Linked DNA regions of Mus musculus: region 2 is linked to region 1. The links are chromatin contacts, called in public promoter capture Hi-C maps. All regions are on one chromosome and are shown on one strand. Each heading gives the region's core, a stretch centred on a gene start, on an enhancer-like site or on the middle of the called end of the contact. The rest is flanking DNA. Distances are from core to core; before and after follow the strand shown.

Region 1 (5,677 bases), core at 1,879-4,378:
TAATCGTGCCGTGCCTCTGTTTCCACAACTCTCAAAATAGGACTGGTCATAGTGGATAATGTGTGGACTCTAGCCTTAATGTGTCTAAAATACCGGTAAGAGCATGCAGCAAAGGTTAGGTATACTCTGCTCACTGTTGTTTGAATCCGTTACTATAGACGCCGCCTACCTCGGAGGATTTGGGAAGGATTAAATGAGATGAACGTCTATGAAGACACCCAACACGAAAGATAAACCCACAGGCTGAGGAGCTTCGATGTGTGCAAAAGTCTTACCAGAGGCATTTTCCTGTCGACACCAGCTCAAGAAATCGCCAACTTTGCCATACAGCACGTCGCACAGGGCCACGAGGCGGCGGGTGTTCTCCCCATAGCTCATAACGAGCAGGTGGTTATTCTCCCAGAACAGTGACTGATGAGAAACAACCAGGAGTTAAAATACGAAATAAAATGGAAGCACCTTGACTGCAGTGTCGTCGAGGTAAGTCAGCAGCCGTTCCTCACGGAATGCAGACCTGCCGCAGGCCCGCAGCTTTCTCTTGCCTTGCTGCTGTGGCGCCTTTGAAGAGTGTCACCTTTGTCCTTCCTGTACTACAAAGACACCATGCAGAGCAGTGGTTCTCAACCTCCCTAATGCTGTGACCCTTTAATGCAGTTCCTCGGGCTGTGGTGACCCCCAACGGTAAAATCATTTTCATTGCTACTTGCTAAGTATCATTTTGCCACTGTTATTAATTGAGATGTAGATATTTTTGGAGATAGAGGTTTGCCAAAAGGGGTCCCACTGGTTGAGAACCGCTGACTTAGATGATGACATATCTCCCCTGTAGTACAAAATGTGTGCATCATTGCTAAGAACCTTGCATTAGGAATGATTAAGACCAGGGCTTGAAGCCTGGCTCCATCGCATGCTAGATGTGTAATCTTTGTTAAGGCATTCCGTCTCTCCGTGTGTGCCTCCGTTTCTAGCTGTGGAAAAGGAGGACCAGAAGCCGTAGGCCTTGTTCCGTAGCTCTGATTAGGAAGGTATGCGATTGCACAATGCCCTTCCTGGAGCGAACAGTGCTTCAAAACACCGAATTCTTCACAGCATACCTGGAACCTTCCAGGATAAATAGTGTCTCCACGCTGCACGTACAACAACATTCTTGGTCACTGGCTCATCTGGTCCTCAGTAGTCCAGTCTCTTTGTAGACTGGAAGGGCTACAAGAACTGCTGTTTATGTCAGACCCTTAACCCTTAATGCAGCAACACCAGGAACAGAAGGATTTCAATACGTTATTTGCTTAGTTCATTGACCAGCATAATTTTTGAATTATGTTTCTGCTTTTCCTCAACAAAGACGTAGGAAGAAACAAAAGGCAGCATAGATGTAAAAATGACACTTTGGTCCATAGCTGAAGGATCTGTCCTTACCTTGTCCCTAGGAATGGGGTGCCTGGAGAGGTTAATGAAGAGATCATAGTCTGAGGGGAGCACAGAGCAGGGGTCCTTGTCCAGCACCCCCTTGAAGGCCTCCCAGATGGCTGTGCAGTTTTTGTTCCTGTACAAAAAAGTGCCGGTCAGAACTGGAGACGCAGTTCGGAGGGTAAGGCCGCTTGTGCCATAGGCAAGAGGACCTGAGTTCATCACCCACCAACCCTGCCCATATGGCTGCCGGTGCCTCTAACCCCAGCATTGTATTAGGTGGAAACAGGAAGATGACTGGGACTTGCTGGCCACTAGCCTAACTCTAGCTTCCAGACTAAGACAGAAAATGATAGAGTAGGCTGTCTTCCTCTCTGTGGGCACAGGCACAACACACACACATACACACACACACACACACACACACACACACACACACACACACATTCTGTGCACACAACAAAACAGAGTTCTCCAGTTTAAGGAAAGCAGTCCCCTACCCCATCCCCACCTCCAGACTTATGACAGAAGCAGACAAGGCCACAGATAAAAGTGATGCTAGAAAGTGACAATTTCAATGTCAATAAACCAGGAAACTTCTGGTTTTCAGAACTCTCCTTCTCCCTCTCCCTCCCCCCTCCCTCTCCGTCCCCCTCTCCCTCCCCCTCCCCCTTCCCCTCCCCTCCCCCTTCCCCCCCCTCTGTCTGTGGTGGAGGTACTGCACATGTATCATGTAGTCAACTGTTCTAGCACTGAACCACACCTCTGGCTTTCGCCTATTCATTAAGACACAAGAGTGGAGCTCCTTGTTCAGGTTCATTAGAGGGCGAGTCTCTGGGCCCACTGAGGTCAAGTCAGGAGGCAAGACTTGGGAAGATAGGAGTGGATGCCAAGTGTTGGGAGCAGTTTCCTCTACTGAGTCAGAGTGGCTTCTGGGGCCAGTTTTCACTCCTGAGGTCCAGGACGCCTTTCAAAATCACGTTCTATAGCAATGGTCATGTTGTCCTACCTTTGGTGACAATGACCAACCTGACTTCTTATGTTATTCTCTCATTTTATTTTATTGAGCTGCATCCCAATTAAAAACAACTGGCATGAGAAAGAGTGGTGTAACAACACAAAAAAGCAGATCCAGAGAAGGAAATTATTTCAATAGGAAACACAGTGTGCACAAGGTAGGGGGAACCAGAATCCTCTAGATGGGACAAGGGGAGCTAATTCCCAAGTGGTGCTCAAAATACCCAAACTGGCAGTTGTTGATAGTAGGCAAGGCTCTTTCACTCAAATTCACCTCTAGACTGGTGTCGCATTACAGCTTTCTCCTCACCTCTACACCCACAGGGGCAGCCTTAGCAGTTTCCTCCCGGGTCTGGAAATCCCCTGCACAGGGGATCTTGTCCCTAAGAATCACCTACATACACATCACCTGCATGGAGTCCCGCTAGTCCCTCCACCTGACTTTCCAAAGCCCTCACCTCACCCCACCCTTCTGCCTTTTCACTGTCTGGCTTAGCACTTACCCCAGGCTCAGCAGCGTGGTGTACTCTGCGCAGCGGCCCAGGAAGATGCTCTGGAGGTGAGGAGTGGTACCCTCCCCTGTCCACCGCGCTCTTGCCCCCAGAAGCACTGTCAGCAAGGACAGCCATAGCCACAGCCACAGAGACAACAGGCCTCCCTGGACAGCCATCAAGAAGACTTTGATTCCTCTAGCCCGTGGCCTCTTGGACTCCTCCCAGTTCCTCTTCCACTGAGGAGGCGGTTCCCCTTAGCTGAGCTTTGGCAGGACTCATCCAGATGCCAAGCCAGCCCACCTCCCATCCTCTTTCCTCTTCCATTACGACAGAAATTAAACTTAGGGCATTGCCTGGCAAAAGACGCCTCGTGGAGGGACCCCAAAGGGAATGGGAATTTGAAGCGCGCGCGCGCACACACACACACACACACACACACACACCTCTATAGAAATCTGTTACCATGTGAGCCCTAAGCAAACTTAAATTCTGTCCTGGTTCACACAGTCTTTCCAGGAGAGACATGTGCTACCCTTAGTGAAAATTGATGGCTTTGAGAAAAGCCGAAGGCACAAGGGCACAGACAAGAATCACATGCCATTCCTAAGTTGACTCTTAGGGAGTTTGTCTGGGTGGACTCTGGATGTGACTGACTGGTGCCTGTTTTGTCTTTCCTTTTCTTCCTTTGTGAGGGACATCGTCCACAGGCATCACTTACACCTGCCCCATGGATTCTGGAGCACAGGGCTTGTTTTCTAGTTTTCCAAGTGCTCACAGATAACTTTGTCTGAGAATACAGTACGGTCAGAGCTACACTCCTTTGTAATTTAGGCAGTTTAGATGTGAGATTTGGGGACTTGAATTGATACTAAAATAAGTTCATAATTGTAGGGGACGGTAGGTTAGGTAAAGGAATTTATCATGTAGGATGGATGTGAATTTTTGAAGACCAAAGGATAACTCCAATGAAGCCAAAATACCCATTAGAGATGTTTACACTCATATTCTGGAGTTCTGTGATGATTGCCTTGCATGGTAGTGAAGGCTCTATGCCCCAGTATAAGGGAATATCAGGACCAGGAATGGGAGTGAGAGGGTTAGGGAGCAGGGGGAGGGGAGAGGGGAGAGGGAATTTTCAGAGGGGAAACCAGGAAAGGGGATAATATTTGAAATGTAAATAAAAAAATCTTTCTTTAAAAAAGAAATTGCCAAAAAAAGTAAATAAACAGCAACCCCAAAAGTCCCCAAAACCCCCAAAAAACCAATCACTATAATATGCCAAGATTGTTACACAAAGATCATTTTCAAAAACAATTTCCTAAGTGAGATTTTTTTTTCCTGTGAGGAAAATGTGAATTTCTTTCCTGAATTCCTAAGCCCCGCCAACTACTTTCTTTTGGGAAAACCCAACATACTGTGTTGTGCTAGAGCAGGTCAGTATGAGTAATTCCAATATCTGAATCAAATGTTTCAAGAGATCAGCTACTCAGTGGGCTTCCTTGTCAAAGGGAAACTTTTCACTGCGCTTTCTATACTTCTGTGACAACCTGTGGAATTTCTCTGGACGGGAAAGCAACTCAGCAGATGACACAGAAACTGCAAGTGTGTTGCTAGCCATTTCTAGCGTAGTGTTAGCTCACCTCTGTGTTCTCAGTGGAACTTGCTGCTCCATCTCTTGTGATCATTTGTAACTTTCCAGCTTATTTGATATTGACCATATATATGCTTTTCTAATTCTTTAAAATTATATAAAGACTCAGATGTGAGGTTAAATTTAAAAAGCAAAAATATCTTCCATAAAATCTTCTCCACACACACATTTTACATAAACTTTAATAGTGTTGTGTGGCTCCCCTCATGGGTATTTTTTATCATGCTGGATTGCAAAATCTATCCTGGGTTATAACTGAATAATAAGCAACATTTCTAATGGTTCTGCAATACTACAGATTAGAAGAGCTACTGTGTTATTCCTAAGTTTCATTTTCAGCTTCTCTGCTGACTCATCACTAGAAATTGTCCACACCAGAATCAAATAAGCTGGGACAATTCCTTCACCATCTGTGTAAGACACTCAGGACTCCTTCCTATCAAAAGAAGGACAACCACGTTGATAGTTTTATGTCTTTTTTCTTTCTTTGAAAACATTCAATTGTCTCACCATTAACTACATCATTCTAAGTTTCTGAGCACCCCTTTATTTTGGAAGGTTTTAAGCTTTTATTTGCAAGAATATTATTACAAACGATACTTGGATGTCTTTCATTTCCAAAGGGCTCTGCACATTTGATAAAGCCATATTTTAAGTAATCTTCATTATTATGCTTTAAGCTCACTTTTTCCTTTCTGAAATGTGACTCAACTGAAGTTGAAGCTACCAAATTAGGAACAGTATTCTCCATTACTGTCAGCATTAACACTCACAGATCCAAAAGTTGAACTTAAACGTGTGTCTTAAAAAAAAAAGACTCATTTTAAAAGTATTTCTTCCATTTTAATTGAAATATCATAGTTGCTACTAATAAAAAGCAGCCTAAATAACAGTTCCAAAAATGCACTTAGAGTCTGCAACTGATTCTTTTAGAAATCACAGACTTCACTTTCATTTGTAAGTCATAGTTGATGTCCTCTGTCTGTCGAGAGAGCGAAGAGAATTGGGACACAAATATGTTCCACCAGGCTCTGGTCTGGCCCGGAATACCCAAAGTGTTACAGCTCTTAGAAGAGAAACAAGAAGGTTTGGGCAGGCTCAGGGCAGG
Region 2 (6,403 bases), core at 3,109-5,608, 230 kb before region 1:
TATTCCACTGTAGACAGGCTCCAGGGAGTGGAGGCCTTGAGTACTTTTTTTGATTGCCTCACTCATAGTAATGAGAAAAAAAAAACCAGACATCATTCAACTATGAAAAGATAAAGTGAGTTGGCTAAACAGGAAATTGGATGTGAGGTCAGGTCTCAGTGCACACCTAAAGGAGCAAGGCTCATATCTTGTCCGACCCTTCATTTTAGCACCTACCTCCTACACTGCTATCTTGTTTGTTCACGAATCATCAAATGCCATCCTGTGAGTTTTCTGCCATTCTAGTTGGTAGAGTACTTGCTTAGCTTTCACGAATTTCTGAGTTCCATCCTCAGTACCACATAAGCTAGGCATGGAGACACACATCCCGTGATTGAAGCATCCAAGAGGTGGAGGCAAGGGGATCATTTTTTACTACTGAGACCAGCCTGGGATTCAGGGAAGTTTGTCTCAAAAACAAAAGAAAGCATCAGGGAGTGAGCATCCAAACAAGAGAAATGCAAGTCACTCTGTGCACAGACTGGAATGAAAGGTTATTTCATCCTCCAGGGCATTGATTGATCCAGGACCAAGCTAGCAGGGAGAGTGAAAAGAGTTAAGGTCTATCTAATGATTGTATGTGGGAGTTGGGCTGGATCCTGGGAGCTCAGGACCAGTGTGGACACCGGCTGCCAATGCCAAGCCCCCGTAGTCACCAGGTCTGCCTCTTGGACGGCAGAGAAAGCTTCACTTGCCTGGTGATTGCCTAGGTGCTCCCTCTTTAAGCATTCGTTATCTCTCCTTCTCACAATGACCTGATGAGAGCCATACTGTTATTCCCAGTGTCTGTGTGGAAAAGGTAAAGGCCTTGTGCTTGAGTCACTCAGAATGTCTATACTTTGTTCAACATTGAGATACTTTTAGAAACATGGAGTTTGTCACTAATCAATCCCATCCAACATGGTTCAAATCTTTCCTAATCTCTACTTGTTCTGTTCTGTCTCCCTGGTGTAAAGCACCCTGTGTATGTACGACTCTCTATGCAGAGCTTTTTTTTTTTTTTTTAAGCCATCTGGAAAACAAAATGCCCTTGGAATTGAAAGTAAACCATTTCCCACTTGACCTTGCTCTTAGGGTAACTTCCAGGTAATTGAAAGGAATATGAAACTCTTGGCCAGCATTCTGGTAATTCAGGACTCTACTTTCTTCAACAGAGAGTTTCTAAATGGAAAAGTCCTTAACTGAGTGCATACTGGGGTCCTCACAATAGCTACCACCTGTGGAATCTTCTTCCTGTTTTGTGTGACGTGACATATGCTGTGCTTTTCCTTTGCGTTGCAGATTGCCCTCTATGAGATCGGAGTCCTTATCTGCGCCATCCTGGGACTGCTGTTCATTATCCTCATGCCTCTGGTGGGCTGCTTCTTTTGTATGTGCCGTTGCTGCAACAAATGCGGCGGAGAGATGCACCAGCGGCAGAAGCAGAATGCGCCATGCAGGAGGAAGTGCTTGGGCCTCTCCCTCCTGGTGATTTGTCTGCTCATGAGGCAAGTCAAGTCTCCAACCGCAGGCAGCTGCCATTAGGGTGTTGCAGGGAGATTGGGGGATGTCTGCTTTTATCCATGAGTTTGTTTTATTTCTTCCTCCTCCTCCTCTCCTTTCTTCTTTTGTCTTTCTTCTTTTTTCCTCCCTCCTCCTGCATCTTTCTTCTTCTTTCATTTTTCTTCTGTCCAGAGTTCACAATGTAGACTTGGCTATCCTGGAACTCACTATATACATACACACACACACACACACACACACACACACACACACACACACATATATATATATACACACACACACACCAGTCTGGTCTTGAACTCGCAGAGATCCAGCTGTATCTGCCTCCCAAAGTGTTGGAATTAAAGGCATGTATCACTACACCCAGCCTCTTTTTTTTTGGAGACAGTATCCCACTATAGAGTATCGGTTGACCTTGAACTTAGTAAGGACTGCAAAAGTCCTGGCTGGACCTGAACATCTAATAGTGTGCCATCTAATAGTGTGCCTATTTTGATTTCCAAGTCCTGGGATAAGAGGCATGCCCCAGCACACCCAGCTAAAGTGAAACAAAACAGAAAGGGACAGTGGAAGTGACTCACAAGGGTGCCACTGTCAACTAAATAATAGCATAGTCTGGAAGTTGTCCTGTCTTACTCCCTGAGAGGTCCTTTTGGCAGTTTTTCCTCTTGTAGATGTCCTGATAAGTTGTGTGTATGTGTGTGTGTGTGTGTGTGTGTGTGTGTGTGCGCGCGTGCATGCGCCCCCCCCCCCCCCCCAGGAACACAGGAATGTGTGAATTCAGGTATGCATATGCCATGGCTTCTATGAGGTCACAGGACAACCTTGGCAGTAACTCCTCATCTTCCCCGTTTCTTAAGGCAAGGCCTCTTTGGGTTTTTTTTTCCCTGAGAGAACTCTAGGTTAGCTGCTTCAAGCTTCCAGGGATTCTCTTGTCCTCTCCTCCCATGCCCAGTAGGCATGCTGAGGTTACAGATGTTTGCCACAAAGGTCCTAGGATTTGAGTTCAAGTCTTTCCGCTTATGTGGCAAGCCCTTTTACCCACTGAGCCAGGTCTCCATCCCCAGGCAAACTTAATGGCTGAAAGCGTTTACCTCCTTCCTCTGACACCTCTGTGGAGGCTCACAGCTTGAGCAGAAGCAGGAAGGAGAGCCTCTGTTCGCTAGTTGAATCCATGACCTCTGTGAATTTGTAAAGATTGTTGAACATAAAGAACTTCCTAGTCATTTTGATACCTGCTCTTCTTGAGTGTGCCATTTGCCCCGGCTTGTGAAGTCTAGAGAATTCCTTCATAAGCCAAGGATATTCATGTGTAATTCCCGCTGTTGATAAAAGTTTCCAGCTGATGGCAGATCAGAAACATGCATGCCTGTAAGACGGTGCTGTTTTGTAGGAGCTACATCTATTTCCCAGCTGAAGACTGTCCCCCAAGAGCCCCCCTTATTGTGACACAGCTCTCCTATGCTTATGCCTTTTTAGATTTTTTTATAATTATTTTAATTTATTGTGTGTGTGGCAAATGTGCTTGCTCCCAAGGGTTGGGTAGGATACATAGATACATACAGAGTGCATACATAGTGAGGTCAGGGGGCAACTCCTGAAAGGGTCTCTTCTCTAACTTCATCATGCCTGATCTGGGGATTGAACTCTGATCATTAAGCTTGGCAGTAAGTCCCTTTACCCACTGAGCCATCTTGCCTGACCTCAGTGAGCATTTCCTACACTAAAAGAAATGAAGTGTCATGTGCACAGTGCTGAACCTGATGGCTACAGTCACGACAAGGCTCAGCGGTGAGCCCTCTACTCTGCTTTCTGAAACCACCACACTGGCTCAGCAGCTGCAAGATGGTTTAAGTCTAACCATACTAATTGGGACTTTAAGCACAAAGCAAAGTTAAGTCCTACAATTGAAGTTCTGGGTCCAAACCCAGAGGAAGTGCTTAAGTGGGGGGTCATTATTAAAGGCTTGACCAGGACGCATGGCTTATAGATATACCTACCAAAGATTCCACCGATCTAGAGCTACCTCCAAGAAAGATGACAAGAAAAAGAAATGTGCAGATCTGATAAAGCAATAAAGGGAGCACACTTTGTTCATTTGTTTGCCTTTGAGACAGTGTTTCTCTACATAGCCTGGCTATTCTGCAACTCACTCTGTAGAACAGGCTGGTCTCAAACTCACAGAAATCCACCTGCCTCTGCCTCCAAAGTGCTGGGATCAAAGGCATGTGCCACCACACTTGGAAAAACACCTTTTAATATTTGACCAAAAAAAAAAATTATGTGCAGTGACTGACGAAGCCAATGGCTGTCCCTGGTAAAGAAAGTGAAGGTCTCTGGGGAGCTGGACGGTGCTCAGCTGCTTGACCCCTGAGTTACTAGTGCAGGCCTGGGTTACCTATTGTATTGATATAAACGTGACCAACAAAGACTCCCCATCACCAACAAAAGCAATTCAGTGCCTCTTGTCCCAGAGAAGTGACAGCTGGATCAAAGACAGGGCTTACCTGAAAATAATAGAAGTATAAACATTAACCAAGTATTAGTTAGTATTAACCAAGTATTAGTTAGTATGTGCACACACAGGACCCGGATTCGTGTGCCCTTAACTTCCTGCACTTCTGCTTATTCGTTCCTTTCTCACTTGAACTCAAAGTGTGGACATATGTTCTCCATCTCTGACCTTTCTGCTCTGTCTGTCGCAAACAATTCAAATCTCTTCTTTCCCTGGTAATTCCTGAAGTGTCTGTCTCTCTCCCTACTTCCCTTTGAAGCCTTCTCAGGAATGACTAGACTCAGCAGGGCAGTATGGGAAGGGGGAGGGCAAGTTAGCAAAGGAATGCGAGTTATAGCCTAAAGACCCTTCAGACTCTACAGGGGTTCCCTAGTGTTTCCAGGAAGCTGGAGATGCGGGTTTCCTTCGCCCACAGATTTGACTTGTATGTTTTTCATCTACATACCCTAGACTTTAAGAACTAGGCTCAAATCAGGAGGTTAGGAGGTCACGCTGCCTTTGAGCTTTCCCTAAAGGCAGCTCTAGAATGTGAGAGAGAACCTTGGGACCTGGCCACATGGTTCTGCCTTCTGTCTGTCTGCAGAGGATTGCATTCCCACTCCTTTGGCTGGGTCAGCAGATGTAACTTCCTCAGAAAGAAAAAAAAAAAAAAAGAACTTGTCTTCACACTTGTCAACAACTACATTTGTCAGTGTCCCAAAGGCTATGTAAGAGAAAAGAAGGCTGAGAAGACAGCTTAGTGTTTTAGAGGGCTTGCTGCTCTTGCAGGGGACACAAGTGCAGTCCAAGCACTCCCTGGGCAGCTCCCAACCACTTGTAACTCTAGCCCCAGGGACCCAACACTCTTTCCCGGACTCTGTGAGCACTGGACTCAATTGCATGCACCCATACACAGACACACAACCATGCACGCAAATAAAGGTAAAGATGAATCTAGAAAGAAAAGAATAGCCTAAACCCATCCATGCCTTGAGTTTTGGGAAGTTTCTGGAGAGCATCGGAAGTCAGCTTTGGTAACAATTACCCTGGAGAACTAAAGCTTCTACATTTATCTAAGCATAGGATGTGCGGACCACCCCCTGGTTTGGAGGGCAGAGCATCTCAAGAAAACAGATCAGAATGTATCCCGCCAGAGTATCTTGAGTCTTTGTTAATGGGAACAAGAGATCTGGCTGTTTAAAATTTCAATAAGTAACTTTTAAGAAGGAAGAGCTCCGTGACTGCTCGCTAAAAGCATCTGTTTGGCTTTTCACTGGCCAATTTCATGAAGGCTGTAGACGGGGAAAAAATTGCTTCATTTTCTAAAGATTTGGCCTATAAAGCTCTTTTTTTTATTTAAAAAAATTTTTTTTAATTTTTGACATAATCTTACTTCTCACCTTTCTTCCCTCTAAACCCTCTCATTTACCCCTTCTTTCTCTCTTTCAAATTCATACCTTTTTTTTCATTACTTGTTGTTACATGCATATATGTGTTTGTATATACATATATTTTCTTTTATAAATTTATTTATATATTATTATTAATCATTCCATTTGTTTACATCTCAAATGATATCCCACTTCCACCACCACCCCATCCCACATCTGCCCTCCCCCTCCCTCTTTAAAAGCTCTTAAGTCTATATTTGTAAGTGTGTGAGATTATTTTCCACAGTATACAAACAATTCATAATGCCATTTATCCTAGGAATAAAAGTTCCTGTCTTCTGCGCAGAATCTGAAGACATTTTACTCTACCTCACCAAAGCACCTATTTGGTAGTTTAAGGAGAGTTACATCTGGTTCCACTGACGGGGCATGCATTGATGTTTTATGGCTTGTTTGCCTTGGGTCATTCTTTTCTCAGTGTCTTCATGCCCTAGGCATTGACTGGTATCTGTTACAATGAAGAAAAAATAATTTATGTGGCTCTAATATTTGCTTTAAAGTACAATGAATAACAGCGAGTGTCTAGCTCGATGGCAAATAGAGGCATTCATTCTCTATTTAGTTTAAATGAAAGGTTTAAGTTAGAGCTCATAACTAGAAACTAGCATTGGTCAACACAGTAAAGTCTTTATCAGTTGCTAGTATTTGCTCATTGGGAGGTTTATGTAAGAACTCAGTTTACAGGTGTTTGCTGGGAAGTTCCTTTGCGGCGTTACTTTGGAGAACTACAGAGAAAATGTTCTGCCAGCCACCTGCCATCTTCCAGGTCTCAGGCCACCCTGTTTCCTCTCTTTCTTTCTGACCATGAGGGCTTTTGAACTTGTTATTTTAAACATTGTTGTTGTTGTTGTTCTCACCGTTGGGTGTTTTATATTCATGTGTCTGCATTTTGTGCATGCCTGATGCCTGCAAAGGC

The links. Promoter capture Hi-C pulls out the DNA fragments that hold promoters and counts their contacts.
Region 2: a contact with region 1 is called in a promoter capture Hi-C map of stem cell-derived epiblast-like cells, with 2.1 times the contacts expected there. The contact joins the enhancer-like site here to the promoter of Bst1 in region 1. A contact is called at or near these places in 8 of 39 promoter capture datasets (the 3T3-L1 cell line, the SN4741 cell line, cranial neural crest and 5 more), 8 of 484 Hi-C or Micro-C datasets (B cells, cerebral cortex, cortical neurons and 5 more), 1 of 115 datasets of contacts at active chromatin or transcription factors (bone marrow-derived macrophages) and 2 of 9 other capture datasets (adipose tissue and liver).

What each region holds. Positions count from the first base shown.
Region 1 is chr5:43,816,344-43,822,020 of GRCm38.p6, reverse strand. Bst1 (bone marrow stromal cell antigen 1) reads right to left here and starts at 3,128. Exons shown (of 9, transcript NM_009763.3): 1 at 2,928-3,128; 2 at 1,417-1,543; 3 at 276-411. The coding sequence starts at 3,094.
Region 2 is chr5:44,051,001-44,057,403 of GRCm38.p6, reverse strand. It overlaps Prom1 (prominin 1), which reads left to right. Exons shown (of 28, transcript NM_001163577.1): 5 at 1,321-1,526. Among named protein-coding and RNA genes, the nearest start is that of Prom1, 48 kb to the left of the region's middle. Within about 2 kb of position 4,358, at least 21 of the 459 cell types and tissues checked have an H3K27ac peak or open chromatin away from gene starts, as enhancers often do. A contact at or near this core is called in stem cell-derived epiblast-like cells, where this site is marked.